2 separate regions of the Ovis aries genome follow, and region 2 is linked to region 1. A link is a contact called in public Hi-C data. All regions are on one chromosome and are shown on one strand. The core of a region is the stretch at or near the end of the contact, and the rest is flanking DNA. Distances in the headings are between cores, read along the strand shown. Region 1 overlaps VXN (vexin). Region 2 has its middle 11 kb from the start of VCPIP1.

What was found. A called contact is a pair of places that touch in the nucleus more often than the background predicts.
Region 2: a contact with region 1 is called in a Hi-C map of liver, with 7 times the contacts expected there. The contact joins two enhancer-like sites. A contact is called at or near these places in 3 of 16 Hi-C or Micro-C datasets (hypothalamus, liver and mixed tissues).

The regions. Positions count from the first base shown.
Region 1 is chr9:43,733,673-43,741,035 of ARS-UI_Ramb_v3.0, reverse strand. It overlaps VXN (vexin), which reads right to left. Exons shown (of 7, transcript XM_042254265.2): 5 at 6,499-6,682; 6 at 4,415-4,506; 7 at 1-2,118. The coding sequence ends at 2,092. Among named protein-coding and RNA genes, the nearest start is that of VXN, 22 kb to the right of the region's middle. Within about 2 kb of position 5,900, at least 15 of the 54 cell types and tissues checked have an H3K27ac peak or open chromatin away from gene starts, as enhancers often do. A contact at or near this core is called in liver, where this site is marked.
Region 2 is chr9:43,865,942-43,872,351 of ARS-UI_Ramb_v3.0, reverse strand. No RefSeq gene overlaps it. Among named protein-coding and RNA genes, the nearest start is that of VCPIP1, 11 kb to the right of the region's middle. Within about 2 kb of position 2,786, at least 11 of the 54 cell types and tissues checked have an H3K27ac peak or open chromatin away from gene starts, as enhancers often do. A contact at or near this core is called in liver, where this site is marked.

The sequences.
Region 1 (7,363 bases), core at 4,651-7,150:
TACTGAAAGAGCCCTTGATGTCCACATCTCCAGGTTATGTTCTGTTGGGAGGACTGGGTGTTCAGTCTAAAACAACAGTTGAAGAGCAGAGGTCAGCAAAGTGAAAGCCCAGGCCTCTTTCGCCATGTTGTCTGACATTTCACCTGGAGATATGGAAGCAGGTAATTCCCAGAGCAAAAAGCAACACGTGCCCATGAAACAGCTGCATGTGAATAACTGTTGTGTCTGAGACCAGTGATGTTGGCAAAAGTTTCCTTTGTGTTAAGAAATGGCAATTTCCAACCTGGTCTCAGACTAAATTTCACCATGGAGTCGCTAGTTTTGTTAAATGAGTTGGGTTAGTTTAAGCTTCTGAATTAGAAAACAAACCTTCTGGAAGCAGACTTGAGGCCACAGATGACAAATATACAAGACACGTCCCATTAATCAGCTCCACAGGCAGACATTACCAATTGATCACTACATTCCTTCATCTCAGATTCCAGCCCCACACAGCACTCCACGCAGCCTGTGCCAGTCATTAGCATTTGAGATGAAGTTTATTTACTAGTCTTGGATCTTCTCTATGTTCTGAATATTCTGTAGAAAGGAGTAGATACAGCATAGGCATTGAACCCGTGATGCCAGCTATGGGTTGGGTGCCTTCAGACTAGTCATTTAACTGCTTTAAAGCTGTGTCTACTAAATGGGGAAGGCCACCTACTCAGAGTTGATAGGAAGATTGGGATAATGTATGTGAAGTGCTCAGAATAGCACCTAGCACACAGTAGGCATATAATAAATGGTAGCTGTCATAATCATGTTATTGTTTTAAGGCTATTGACATTGATAATAGAACTGATGATATTTCCATTAAAAGAAGGAAAGCATATTATATATTAGGTTGAACCTATGAAATTGATAATTATTTTCAACCTACAAAAACAAGAATCTCTTCTTGTTCAGTGTTATACATAATGATGCATTTCATTTATATCATGTACTGGTTCTAACTTTGTCAAATTGCTTCTTTCAAAGACTGCCCCCAGAGACATATTCTTAAATCAGCTGCTAAAATAAGCAAAGCAAGCAGTCTAGTACAGAGGATGAGGACCTGTATTTAGTATCTGGTATGTAGTTCCATACACTCTTAAGGCCCCAGCTTTCCCATCTGTAGACTGGGAATACTTGTGCTTTCTTTAACAGGAATTTTGTGAATGTAAGAGGTGATGGATGGGAGAACACTTTAAAAAGCTAAAATAATCATACCCAAGCAAGGTGTTATTAATTTCACTAGACTGTGCCATTTCAGAAAAGATTAGCATTCAAAATTTTAAATCATGTTTTTCTATAGAAAAATCACATGTAAAAGAATAGAGAATTCATGCAATCATGCCAAATGATCATCAAAACTGATCTTGACGATACCCTCAAGATATTAGATATTAGAACTACTAAGTAAATACATAAAGTGCTTTGTCACTAAAAATCATACCTCATCAAGATGAAATAAATACAGTAACAGGAACAGTGAGAACCAGTGTGTTTACAAGTGCCTCAAATATCAAACTCTTCCATTTATACCAGAAATTAGAACAACTCCCAAGAAAGACTGAGGAATTGTCTGCTTGATTCCTTGGAGGTCTTTAAAATGGGTTGGGAAAGTGGGTTTGATTTTGGTGCCATTTTACTTAAACATAGGGATATAAACTTGATGACCTCCCAAAGTCACTTTGACACCAACGGCTTTATCAATTCGAAGAAGGGAACAGTTTCCTTTTGCCTTCGAGGGAGGTTTCTGTCCCATGTCCTCAGCCGGGATGATGAGTTAGTATTGGAGGGTGATGGCACGTGGGCCAGCTACTAGCAGAGGTGAGTATGTGGCTCAGTTCCAATCCGGAAGTTTCCTCCCCTTGTGCAGTGAACTGGGGCCAGTGCAGGGGTGGGTGTCATCTTTAGTCAGCCTCGAAGGCGCTGTTGGTAGCTCCCACATACTCAGACTTCTTCTTGTGCCTGGTCCACATTTTCCGGAGGATGCTGGGCATACCGCAGGGAGCACTTCCTGTTAGCGGGAGGGAGGCTTCTGCTCCCTGGGGGAGGGTTGGAAATTCTTCAGTCATCTTCTTGAGGTGTCTGGATCTACAGAAAAGCCGAGGTGGGCAGGGAGAGTGGTCATTCTGCTGAGCCTGTTAACTGTTGCCCCCCGACAAGTGTAGCTGAAGCCCCTGATCCTCCTGGGCCCTTATGACCTGTGACCACGTGGAAGGTCACTGTGGGCCTCACGCAGAAATGACACCCCTCACCCTACCCCAGGGGGTCCTTGCATGTAGAAGGGAAGGAGGTGGACCTGGGTCCACCGGCGCATGGATCTTAAGTTCTGCTCTTGTTCCAAACTCTACTCTCCCACCCCTGCCCCACCCCTCAACCTGAACGATTTTGCTGGAAAGGTCAGACGTTACCAAGCGTCAGCTCTTGAAAGTGAATCAGCCCTGGGGCTGAATCTGGCTACCACTTACTCTATGACCTCAGTGACTTGACCTCGGCCACCCTCAGTTTCCTCACGTGTAGAATGGAGATAATTTTATCTAACTCTTGGGGGTTTTGTGAGGAGGGAAATAAGACTATATAAAGCATCCGGCACATTGTTGACCTCAATAAACATTCATTTTCCTCCTCACTTGCTCTCCTTTAGTGAAAGAAGTGGCCTTTGTTTTCTTTTCTATAGCCAGGGTCCAGGGAAAAAATGACATGAGAATATCTACACTCAGGGACAAAGGGGCCATTTAGAAGAATGCTTTGCAGTAGAGGCAAATGGCTCATTTCTTGAGGGGGTCCATGTTTGCTGTTTGCTGCATCCATCAGCAGCAGCCTTACCTGCTCAGAACAACTTGCTACCAGAACTTAATGCAATTGAAACTATACTTTGGGGACTTCTCTGGTGGTCCAGTGGCTAAGACCCTGTGCTTCCAATGCAGCGGCTGTGGGTTCTATCCCTGGTTGGGGAACCAAACTCCCACATGCCTTGAGGTGTGGCAAAAAAAGAGAAAGAAATCATACTTTTCTCTCATCACCTCTCAATATGTCGATTAATTGGTTTTTATTGTTTGTTCTAGACTGCATTCTTTCATCTAAAAGGGCTTCACACTGGCCTGGTCCTCCTTTAACTCCCTCAGCTTTTAAGGTGTGCACCCCTTGGGCTGATATGATAGCCCATGGTCCCTCATCTATGAGCATGTCACATGTGCCCAGGCATGTGTCGTTCCCATTCGCGTTCCTGAAAAATGATGCAATCGTTGGTGCAAGGTCTCCACACATTATCTCATCCAGTTCTCACAATAACCCCTCGAGAGGTTATAATCATCCCCATTTTTTGGTTTTGTTTTTAAAGAAATGAGGACACAGAGGTCTGAATAACTTGTCTGAAGTCACAGCAAGTCAGCAGCAGTGCCAGCCACACAGGCAGAACTGAGTCAAGAGCCCACACTCTTTGTCATCCCTGAAGCCACTTTCCTGCTCCCTCCAAGTCTGGAGGATTGTAGTGGGGGTGTGGCTATCTTCTTAGTGTTCCGTTGAAGGCAGTGGGGTGGTCCTTGGGGGTGTGGGTATTGCTCCGGCTATTCTAGCTGCTGGTTCATGAGCAGAGTTGATAGTAATGTTGTTGTTGTAGTTTTGTCACTCAATCTTGTTCACTCTCGCAGCCCCATGGACTACAGCCCGCCAGGCTCCTCTGTCCATGGGCCTGCCCAGGCAAGAATACTGGAGTAGGTTGCCACTTCCTTCTCCAGGGGATCTTTCTAATTCAGATATCGAATCCTTGTCTCCTGCATTGGCCAGCAGATTCTTTACCACTCAGTCACCAGGGAAACCTTAATAGTAACATGCAGGTCATAAATTTGGTTGAAACCTTTGTATCTTATGTACTTACCTGGGCAGGGGCCCTGAACCTAATGTGTGAGGCATTTCAGGAGCCTCTGCGTATGGCCTGTGATTGTGTATGTGTGTGTGTGTGTGTGTTAGTCGCTCAGTTGTGTTGGACTCTTTGAGACCCCATGGACTGTGGCCCACCAGGATTCTCTGTCCATGGGATTCTCCAGGCAAAAATACTGGCATGGGTTGCCAGTTCCTTCTCCATGCCCTGTGATTAATTTACTTAATTGACCAAAATTCCTCCCAAATGACACTTCTCCAGGTCTAAAGAGTGGCGGTAATAAAGTAGAAACCATCAAAAACACTTGAGCTTAATCCTAGTGAAATAGTCAACGAAGTGCTACAGAGACCCGGGATTATAGCCCTCATTAGAAGGTCGTTTATGGCTGGCAGGGATTTTGTTATAGCATCTCTCCGGGATTGGTCAGCCAGGCCACCTGTTACTCTTCTGCACAGGATGGGAGCAGGTGGGGAACCCCTGGGAGCTTGCTGGAGGCACAGCACTTACCCTCTGGTCAGCACAGCTACATTCTCCGAGCCCGGGGCTGCCGCCTCCAGGACCGTGGGGGCTTTCACGGAGATCCGGGCCACTGGAGGCATCTGGGTTGTGAGAAGGGAGAGTGAGGTTGTTGCCCTGTCCCCAGTTCCCGCACTGGCTGGAGCCATTGGCAAGGGCATTGATTGGCTAAGCTGCTGAACTGGCATCAACCTAGGGCAATGGACCTCACTCCGCCGTGGGCCCTAGGCTTCCCTAGGGGGGCATTCAATGCAGCACTGGACCCACCCTCGCTTCTGACTCAGTAGGTCTGATGTTGGCCTGAGAAGCTGCCTTTCTAACAAGTTCTCAACTGCTGCTGGTCCCCAGACCCCACTTTGGTAACCACTCACCTAGAGAAACGTGAAAGTGAGCAACTTATTCCAGCCTGAGGCCTCTGTCCCCCTAATTCCCCCATGATCTGTGTCCACTTTGTTGTCAAATCCTGCAGGTTCTCACTTGGAAATGTGGCCAAGAGCAGTGACATTCTCCTCCACTGAGCCTCAGGGCCAGTCACCCGGGACAGGATCTCCTTGTTTCCCACCAGACCTGCCCCACACCCCAGGCCTCTCCCAGATTCGCAGGGTCTCCCCACTGAGGGTGGACTGAGTCAGCTCTGTCCCCTGCTTCATGCATGTGTGCTTAGTAGCTCTTTCATGTCTGACTCTTTTGTCATCCCATGGACTGCAACCTGCCAGGCTCCTCTGTACATGGGATTTTTCAAGCAAAAATACTGGAGTGGGTTGCCATTTCCTTCTGCAGGGGATCTTCCTGACTGAGGGATGGAACCCGAGTCTCCTGCATTGCAGGCAGATTTTTTTATCTGCTGCTCTTTAAGGCTCCTCAAAACAGGACTCCCCCTTATCTGCTTCTGTTCCCCCTACATGTCCCAGAGGGGCTGGTCCTGCCTTTTCTAATGCTCACCCACAAATCTGCATCCTCACCCAACCTTTCCTTCACTCTCTGGATTGAGCCTCATCTCTGCCTGCCCTTCAAGGCCACTTCCTCCAAGAAGTCTTCCCTTAGGGTGGTGCCCAAGTTGACTTATCTGCGTCGCTTGTCCTCACAGCACTGAATCCCTGTGTGTCATGTTTTGGCAACCCACCAATTCCGTGTCTTTACGCTTCTGTTTCCTCTGCTTGTGCAGTCTCCCCAGGAATGGATTGGCCTGGATCAGGGTCTGGGACTTAACCCTTTGCTGGCTCTCCTCTTAAAGGAGGTGGTGAGTGCTCAAGAAACATGTACTGAGTTGAGAAGGAACTGGGGGCCTGAGCAGGGCCAGGTCCAGAGTTTGTTCAGTCAGTGGATCTCCCCTTTGCTCCTCCACCCCAAGCCCCAGGGAAGGCTTAAGGTCACTACATTCCTGGAATTGCTGGAAAATTCCAGGTCAAGGACACCAGGATCCACCTTCCCCTGCTCTCCGGCCTGGCCCAGGGTTGTGGGCAGAGCCACTGTGCCACCTTGTGGCCTCTTGGGAGCTGTCCCTCTGGTTGTGCCAGTGGCCAGAAAATCACTTCTTTCCTCTCTGTCCTCCATCCTGTTTCCTCCAGCGCATATTAGAGTCCAATCAGATTTGACTGTGTGGGCTCTGAATTGCTCTCCCCACCCTGGGATAATGGGCCTCTGAAGAGCTGCAGGACCCTAGCCCCAAAGTCTCAGGCCCAGAGGAAAGGGTCAGTCATGCTGCCGCTTTGCCCTCTTGCTGCCCCTCTGTTGTGGTTACATCTCCATCACCACCCTGTCCCATCCCCTCTCTCTCTGACTTCCCGACTGCAGCTACCTCTCCAAGGGTGGGGGCAAGATAATCCAACGTGATGGACTGCCCTCTTCCCCTTAGCCAGGGCTCGCTGAGGGCAGTGGTTCAAGCTGTCAAGCCTGACAACCTTCACTTTGTGGCAACAGCCAAACCACCCTGGGTTGCCCCTGGGTACCGGGTTGAGGCAGGGAGCTCTTGATTGTCCCATCGCTGCCCTTTGGGCAATTTTCCTAATACAGGGATGACCCAAATGAAATAATTGAATTAGATTTCCTGTCCATACCAGGAGCAAAGCACTCACATCTCTGCCCAGTCTGTTCCATAAAGACGAGCAGATGGCTGAGACATTCTCTCCAGTCTGTTCTAGTTCTCATGATGCATGAGTCTTGAGATCTGATGCCCACAGAGTCCAGAACGCCCAAGCTGACCTCTCCTTCAGCCACCACTTCACCCTTTCTCTGCTGACCCTGAGGGTACCCACGTTCCTGCCCGGAAGATGATGAGGGAGATGTGTTTTCACGGGGTGACACTGAGCTAGACCCAGACACGCACTATGTGATCCCCCTTCAGGAAAGGACAAACCATCCAACTAGGGGTGGGTGCGCCGCAGGTGGCTTTTGGCTTCTTCAGGTGTCCTTGGCCGCCACGAGCCACCTCGCCCAAGGTCACCCTCTCCTGGGCAGCCTGCATACCATGACAGAGCCAGGGGAAAATATAAAACCTTGGTCAATTGGAGTCATCTCGGGCAACCCCAGTGGATGACACTTGCCTCAGTGCTCCCGGGGGAGGCGGTTGAGGGTTCCCTCTGAGATGATGGTGTTTTGTGCTTTCACTGAACTCGAGACCTTTGCATCTCTTTACCCCTATAGCTGCCTCTGGCAATTGGCCAGGCACCTCCACCCAGCGGGGACATACCACAGAAACTGCCTCCCCCGCCCTGTGTGAGATGTCTGCTAGGTAATACCTTCTGTTTGCCTAAGAGCTGAATATCTGGCAAGAAAGAGGGCAGCAGCCAGTGGTGTACCGCTAGTTGACAGGCTTTAGGAACAAAGAACCCTCAGCTGCAATTTTCTAATGATCCCCAGGCCTGGAACAAAGGACACTTGTTCTCCCTTCATGGCACAGATAGGGCGAGATGTTTAAAGCCTGGAAGATACAGCTAACCA
Region 2 (6,410 bases), core at 1,537-4,036, 130 kb before region 1:
TCTTGAAGTTTAGAGTTGGAATTTTGGAAAAAGGGAGTATGGTGAGTATCATCTGAAAAGTTAACTGAAGATTTCGAGGAATTAGGATTGAGGGAGCAGGGGGAATTTGAAAGGAAAAGCATCAGAGTAGAGCAAGTGATGAGTTGGTTGCAGAGTAAACCTTGCGCGGGGGAGATGATACCACTGTGGTTCCTGGCGTGTTTGAATTCATGAACTTACATTTCCCTGTGATATCTCTGCTGTTCAGCCAGTGTCCTAACTTCATCCTAGGTCTCTGCTGTGCACTGAGGCACAGCCTTCACTAATGGGAGGGATCAGGGGCTGGGATTTGGGCAATGACTAGAAGCTCTCACTTCTGTGCCAAGGAGGAAGAGCTGGAAGAATACAGGCGAAGATATATAGCTCTAAAATCACAGGGAGATTTCAACCCACTTCTCTAAAAATTGACAGCTTGTACACATACAATTTGAACAAGACAGTTAAAAAATATGAGCCAGAGGGGCAAGATAGGGGTAGGGGATTAAGAGGTACAAACTATTAAGTATAAAGTACATCAGCTCCAAGGAAATAATATACACCACAGGGAATATAGCCAATATTTTATAATAACTTTAAATGGAGTATAATCCATACAAATATTGAATCACTATGTTATACACCTGAAACTAATATAATATTATAAATCAATTATACTTCAATAATAAAAATATGAGCTAGTGGGCTTTATTTATAACTTACAACCAAATGGCTATTTATTAAAAATCTAACACTTTATGGTGCTTTTGCTGTGCTAGCCACTGTTGTAAGTAGTTTACAGCTTTTGGATCATTTGCAGAATTCTCGGTTTATATAGAACATTCATAAAAGTGATCAAGTTCTGGATTGCAAAACAAGTCTCAAAATAACAAAAATTCATCTCTAGGTCTAATCATACACAGCAAAAGGACAGAAACACGCAAGCCAGCAGGTTCCCTGACAAAGGTGAGGGAAGGCAAGGAGGGAGGAAAGGGGCTGGGTGAGGAATGGGGAGCTCAGCTCTACCTAAATGTTTTATTTGAGAGAAAGCAAGCAAGGAAGGAGAGCTTCCCTTGTGGCTCGGATGGTAAAGAATCTGCTTGCAATGCAGGAGACCTGAGTTCAATCTTTGAATTGGGAAGATCCCCTGGAGAAGAAAATGGCAACCCACTTCAGTATTCTTGCTTGGAGAATTCCATGGACAGAGGAACTTGGAGGGCCCCAGTTCATGGGGTTGCCAAGAGAACATGACCGAGCGACTAACACACACACAAGGAAGGAAAAAGTGGGAGGGAGGGAAATTTATCTTAAATGGCTCAGGGGGAAAAAAAACCAAAACTGCCTATCTAACAGAAAGACAAGGATAAGCAAATACATTAACACTTGGGAAACTGTGAAGGGTGCATGGGAATTCTTTGTAATATTCTTCTGGCTTTTCTAAAAGTCTGAAATTAAGTTAAAAAAATTTTTTAAAGTTATAGCAAGTATGGCAATGTCAGTTTATGGGTAAAGGAGTTTCACATGATATCTTTCTTGCATGAATTTATAATTAAAAGATAAAAAGAAAACATTTAAACTGGGCATAGCAAATTGTTTATAAGAGGAACCCCTCATGTCAAAAGAGACACTGATAGGCCAGGGCAGGCTGTCATCTACCCACAGAAGGCTACCTTTGAGTCAATGAAACATGGCGCTCTCAGGGGCTCAGTGAGTCTAGAGCCCAGAGCTTGATTCCCATTCCCCTTTGGAGTTGGTGGCTCCATGCAGGAAACCATTTAGCTGACGCTTAGGCCCTGACTCCACATCCCATTTATCTCCAGTTGGCAGTTTCTCTATGATAGGATAAACACTTATTAAATATTTAAACACACCTAGGGGAGTCCTCTGGTGGTCCAACGGTTAAGAAAGTGAAAGATTCAGTCACTCAGTTGTGTCTGACTCTTTGCCACCCCATGGATTGTAAAAGCCATGGCACACCAGGCTCCTCTGCCCATGGGGGATTCTCCAGGCAAGAATACTGGAGTGGGTTGCCATTCTCTTCTCCAGGGGATCTTCCTGACCCAGGGATTGAACCCAGGTTTTCCACACGGCAGGCAGATTCTTTATCATCTGAGCCACCAGGGAAGCCCCAAGGCAGGGGATGCGGCTTAGATCCCTGGAGAAGTAAGATCCTACATGCTGCAGGGCCACTAAGCCCATGGGCCACCACTAAGACCCTGCATGCCCCAACTAAGTTCTGATAAATATTAATAAATAAGTATTTTTAAAAAACCCACACCTAAAATCTATCTACCCATGATTTAGTTTCTGCTCATGTATGCCAACATTGTTCAGCTGGTATTTATAGGACGCTTCTGTAAACAAAGCACTGTACTTTATATAGTAGAAAAGTGTAAAAATAAACACAAGACTTGGCAGATGCTCGCCCCCCAAACCACAATCTGAGAGCGGAAGGAAAGGTCTGAGTGTCTATGTGTGCCAGGGGCTACAGGGTCCACTTTCATTTTTGCTGGCTCATTGCATGTTCATACCCAGTTCTGTGAAGCAGACTTCATTATTCCTGTTTTACAGATGAGGTTGCCCAGAGAAGTTATTAACTAGCCCCAAGTTGCACAACTACTAAGTGTCAAAGCCAGGAGTTCACCTCAGGTCTGTCTGATTCCAAAGTCCATGCATGCTCTTTCCACACTGCCATGTTTATAGAAGTCACAAAAACATAAATACTGTAAAATTTCATTTACTCCACACTCTTGGGCATGAGTCATGCTGGACAGATGAGTAAGTGAAAGTACCTCCTCTAGGACAAAGGGCATTGCTCCAGACCTTCCTGGTTAGAGCAGAGAATGCTCCAGGAATCTCTGGGGAAGAGGCTTTTTCTTCCTGTCCTCTTTGTCCTCTTGGGCTTCAGTGGGCATTTAAAGCCCAGCACATGGTGTGTGCACGCATGCTAAGTCATTTCAGTCGTGTCCGACTTTGTGACCCCATGGACTGTAGCCTACCAGGCTCCTCTCTCTATGGGATTCTCCAGGCAAGAATACTGGAATGGGTTGCCATTCCTGTCTCCAGGGGTCTTCCTGACCCAGGGATGGAACATGAGTCTCTACATCTCCTGCATTGGCAGGCGGTTTCTTTACCACTACTGCCACCTGGGAAGCCCCCTAACACAAGGTAGCTTAGTGGTAGTCTGCCTGCAATGCAGGAGAAGCAGGAGGCTGAGGTTAGATCCCTGAGTCAGGAAGATCCCCCTGGAGGAGGAAATGGCAACTCATTCCAGTATTCTTGCCTGGAGAATCCCAAGGACAGAAGAACCTGGTGGGCTACAATCCACGGGGTCACAAAGAGCTGGAGTGGCTGAAGTGACTTCACATACATCCACAAAGGTCGATTCACTGGGGGAAGGGGAATGGGGGTGGAATGAAGGGGACAATACTAAGGATAAGTAACTTCCAAAGTTAGGAAGAAGGAGTTGCATATAGGAGGGTGTGGTCTTTTGTTTGTTTGTTAAGGTCAGTTATACTGCATTGAAACAGTAACTTATAAGTAAGAAGTGAGTATTCTCCCCCATCATTAGGACACTGATTAAGAATGAGAGTTAACAGCAGACAGAGATTGAATTCCAGCAACACTACTTTACTAGCTGCTCGAACTTCTGTGTTTTCTCATCTGTAAATGGGAATGCTAATACCTATCATCTAAGGATATTGTTAGGCTTAAGTGAGACAATATGATTAAGGTGCTTGGTACAGGGCCATATGTATCACCAGTAAGCAATAAAATTCTTTTATTTTTACATCACTGTAATGGCTGAAGAGTATCCTGTCTCAAGGCTGTCCCAGGATTCATTCAACCAGCCCCACATTGTTAAACATTTGGACCATTTTCAATATATCCGTAATATAAACAACAGCAAAAATTTCCTATACATTATGGTAATTTCTTTAGGATTAAATTCTGTAAGTGATGTGGTAGGGAAAAGAATGTCAACCCTGTAAACTTGTGACACACATTATCACATTATCGATCAATATATGGTTTTACCAAGTTAGTCTTCTCTATGTTGAAGGTATCTAGTCAACTCTTGCCAATAGTAAATATTATTTTAAAAAGAAATATGCTAATGTTGTAGCCCCCCAAATCATACTGTTATTTTACTCATCTATTAGATGTTTCAATCTCTTCCTTTGTTATATTATAAAGCTCTTGGGTTCTAAATTAATTAAAGTATGAAATTGGCAGTAAAATAGAAAAAAAAATGAAATGGGTAGAAATTTTAGTGGAGCATATTACAGACATAGTGTTTTAAAGTCATTTATGGGGGATGAATTACTCCAATGACGTTCAAAATACTCCCTGGAGCCTCCCAGATAGCGAGGGTGGGAACAGGTATAGGGAGTGTTGTCGGTTGGAATAACTCTCATCCTTCCTCATTTCATCCACATTTAACTATTTTACATATTGAACTTATTGCTAAGTAGATCTGAAGGATTCTGGACCTGAAAACAAAACCAAAAACACACTTAATGCAAGGTTTGGGGACAACTGGTATTCTGTAATATAAAGAGATAAATAAAATAAGGTGAATCTTTTGCCCACATCTTATACAAAACCACATATTAACTAGAGTATAACATTAAATGGAAAAAGCCTCCATATCCTAGCAGAAAATATGGGCAAGCAGTTTACTCTTTTTCAAGCACCCAGATAAAGGTAGACCATAATGAGAGGCAAACTTTGTCTGTCTTGGTTTTTCCTAAAGAGTGTGCCTCTGACACAGATTCAAAATGGTTTTGCAGCCAAAGAAGTGTAGAAACGCTCCATGTCAATAATAGGGTCCAGGTGGCATAGGCCATTACTTCTTTCACCATCCCCAAATCACCCTTGAAATATACACTCTAAAGAAAACAAACCAAAAAAAGTAAATAAATAAAACTGTGCAAAGAGTAAGTGTAACTTAGGATCTTGGGCTACCAGCAGACTCTGGTCACTAAGCCCTTCCTCTCCCTAGGCATTCGGAGCTGTCAGCACTGCTCTCTGGAAAGAGTAACGTTGTCATCAGCTTAGAAAGGCTCTGAGAAGTTCTTCAGCAGAAAAAAGAAGACTTAGTTTACTCAACCTTTCCTCAACGTATCTGACTGTAGAATCCTTCCCTGGACAATACCTATTAATAGCCATAGAATTTGGGGAGCACACCTTAGCAAATGCCAGGCTATTTGAAAATAAATGTTCATATGGGAAAATGCTGGCTGAGGTGTCCTTGTCAGGGATATGCTATCCACTTAATCACTCTCTCCACGTTGAGATTTGCTGACATCTAGTGCTGATGCTTTAATTTAGAACACGCATGTAATTTCTTCAGTATACTGCTACTCACTGGCATAAAAGCCCCCTCCTGCAGACTGCCTTGGATTTAACTTCTTGCCCATCACCATTATGATGCATTTATATCTTGGAATATTATAAATTTACATACATGATTCACAGGGCTAAAAATGTGTATTGGCTTATACTTTGGCTCTTCCCTTGCCTTTTAAAATAGGTCTTATGAAACTATATATACGAAAACTGCGTCAAGTACTTCTTGCTCTAACTTTTCGTTCATGAACGGCACGACTGTGTTTAGGGCATAGAGCTAGAAGGTTCAGAGAGAGGTCTGACCATTCTAGAAAAACTCAAAATTGTTCCCGGAATGAAGATACACGTTTTTCTTTTAGTACATTCTTGAACTTTCTTTTACTCTTCAGGTCCTAAATTGAGGGAAAAGAAAAAGAAAGAAGAGGAAACTGTAATATAACCACAGTGATGAGCATTCTCCTGCCCCAAGGACGATGGTTACTCGGTCCATCCATTTAAAATTAATGTCCATGAAAACTGTAAAATGTTCGGTTTGTGAGTATAAGACTCAACTTATGATCCATATTATGTGTCTCTATATGTTTAACAATGGCAGTGCAAATGATACCTGTTTGCACAAAATATTAATAACTTCCAAGATTTTTGCTGCTAGTGCAAGATAATCAGATTTCATATTTTCATAAGAATTCTGGAGCTACAAAATCCTGGAATGTCAATTTTAATTGAGTATCACTTAATAACTCTGTAAAGCAGTCTTATTCACTATAAGATAGGGTTAGTATTTTTGAGTGTTTGTAATCTGGATTAAATAGTATTTAATCTAATTATTAGGGTTTCCCAGTTGGTGCAGTGGCAAAGAATCTGTCAATGTAGGACCACAAGGGTTAGATCCCTGGGTCAGAAAGAGCCCCTGGAGAAAGAAATGGCAACCCACTCCAGTATTCTTGCCTGGGAAATCCCATGGATAGAGGAGCCTGGAGCGCTACAGTCCACGGGATCACACAGAGTTGGGCACAATTAAGAGACTACACAACATAATTTAA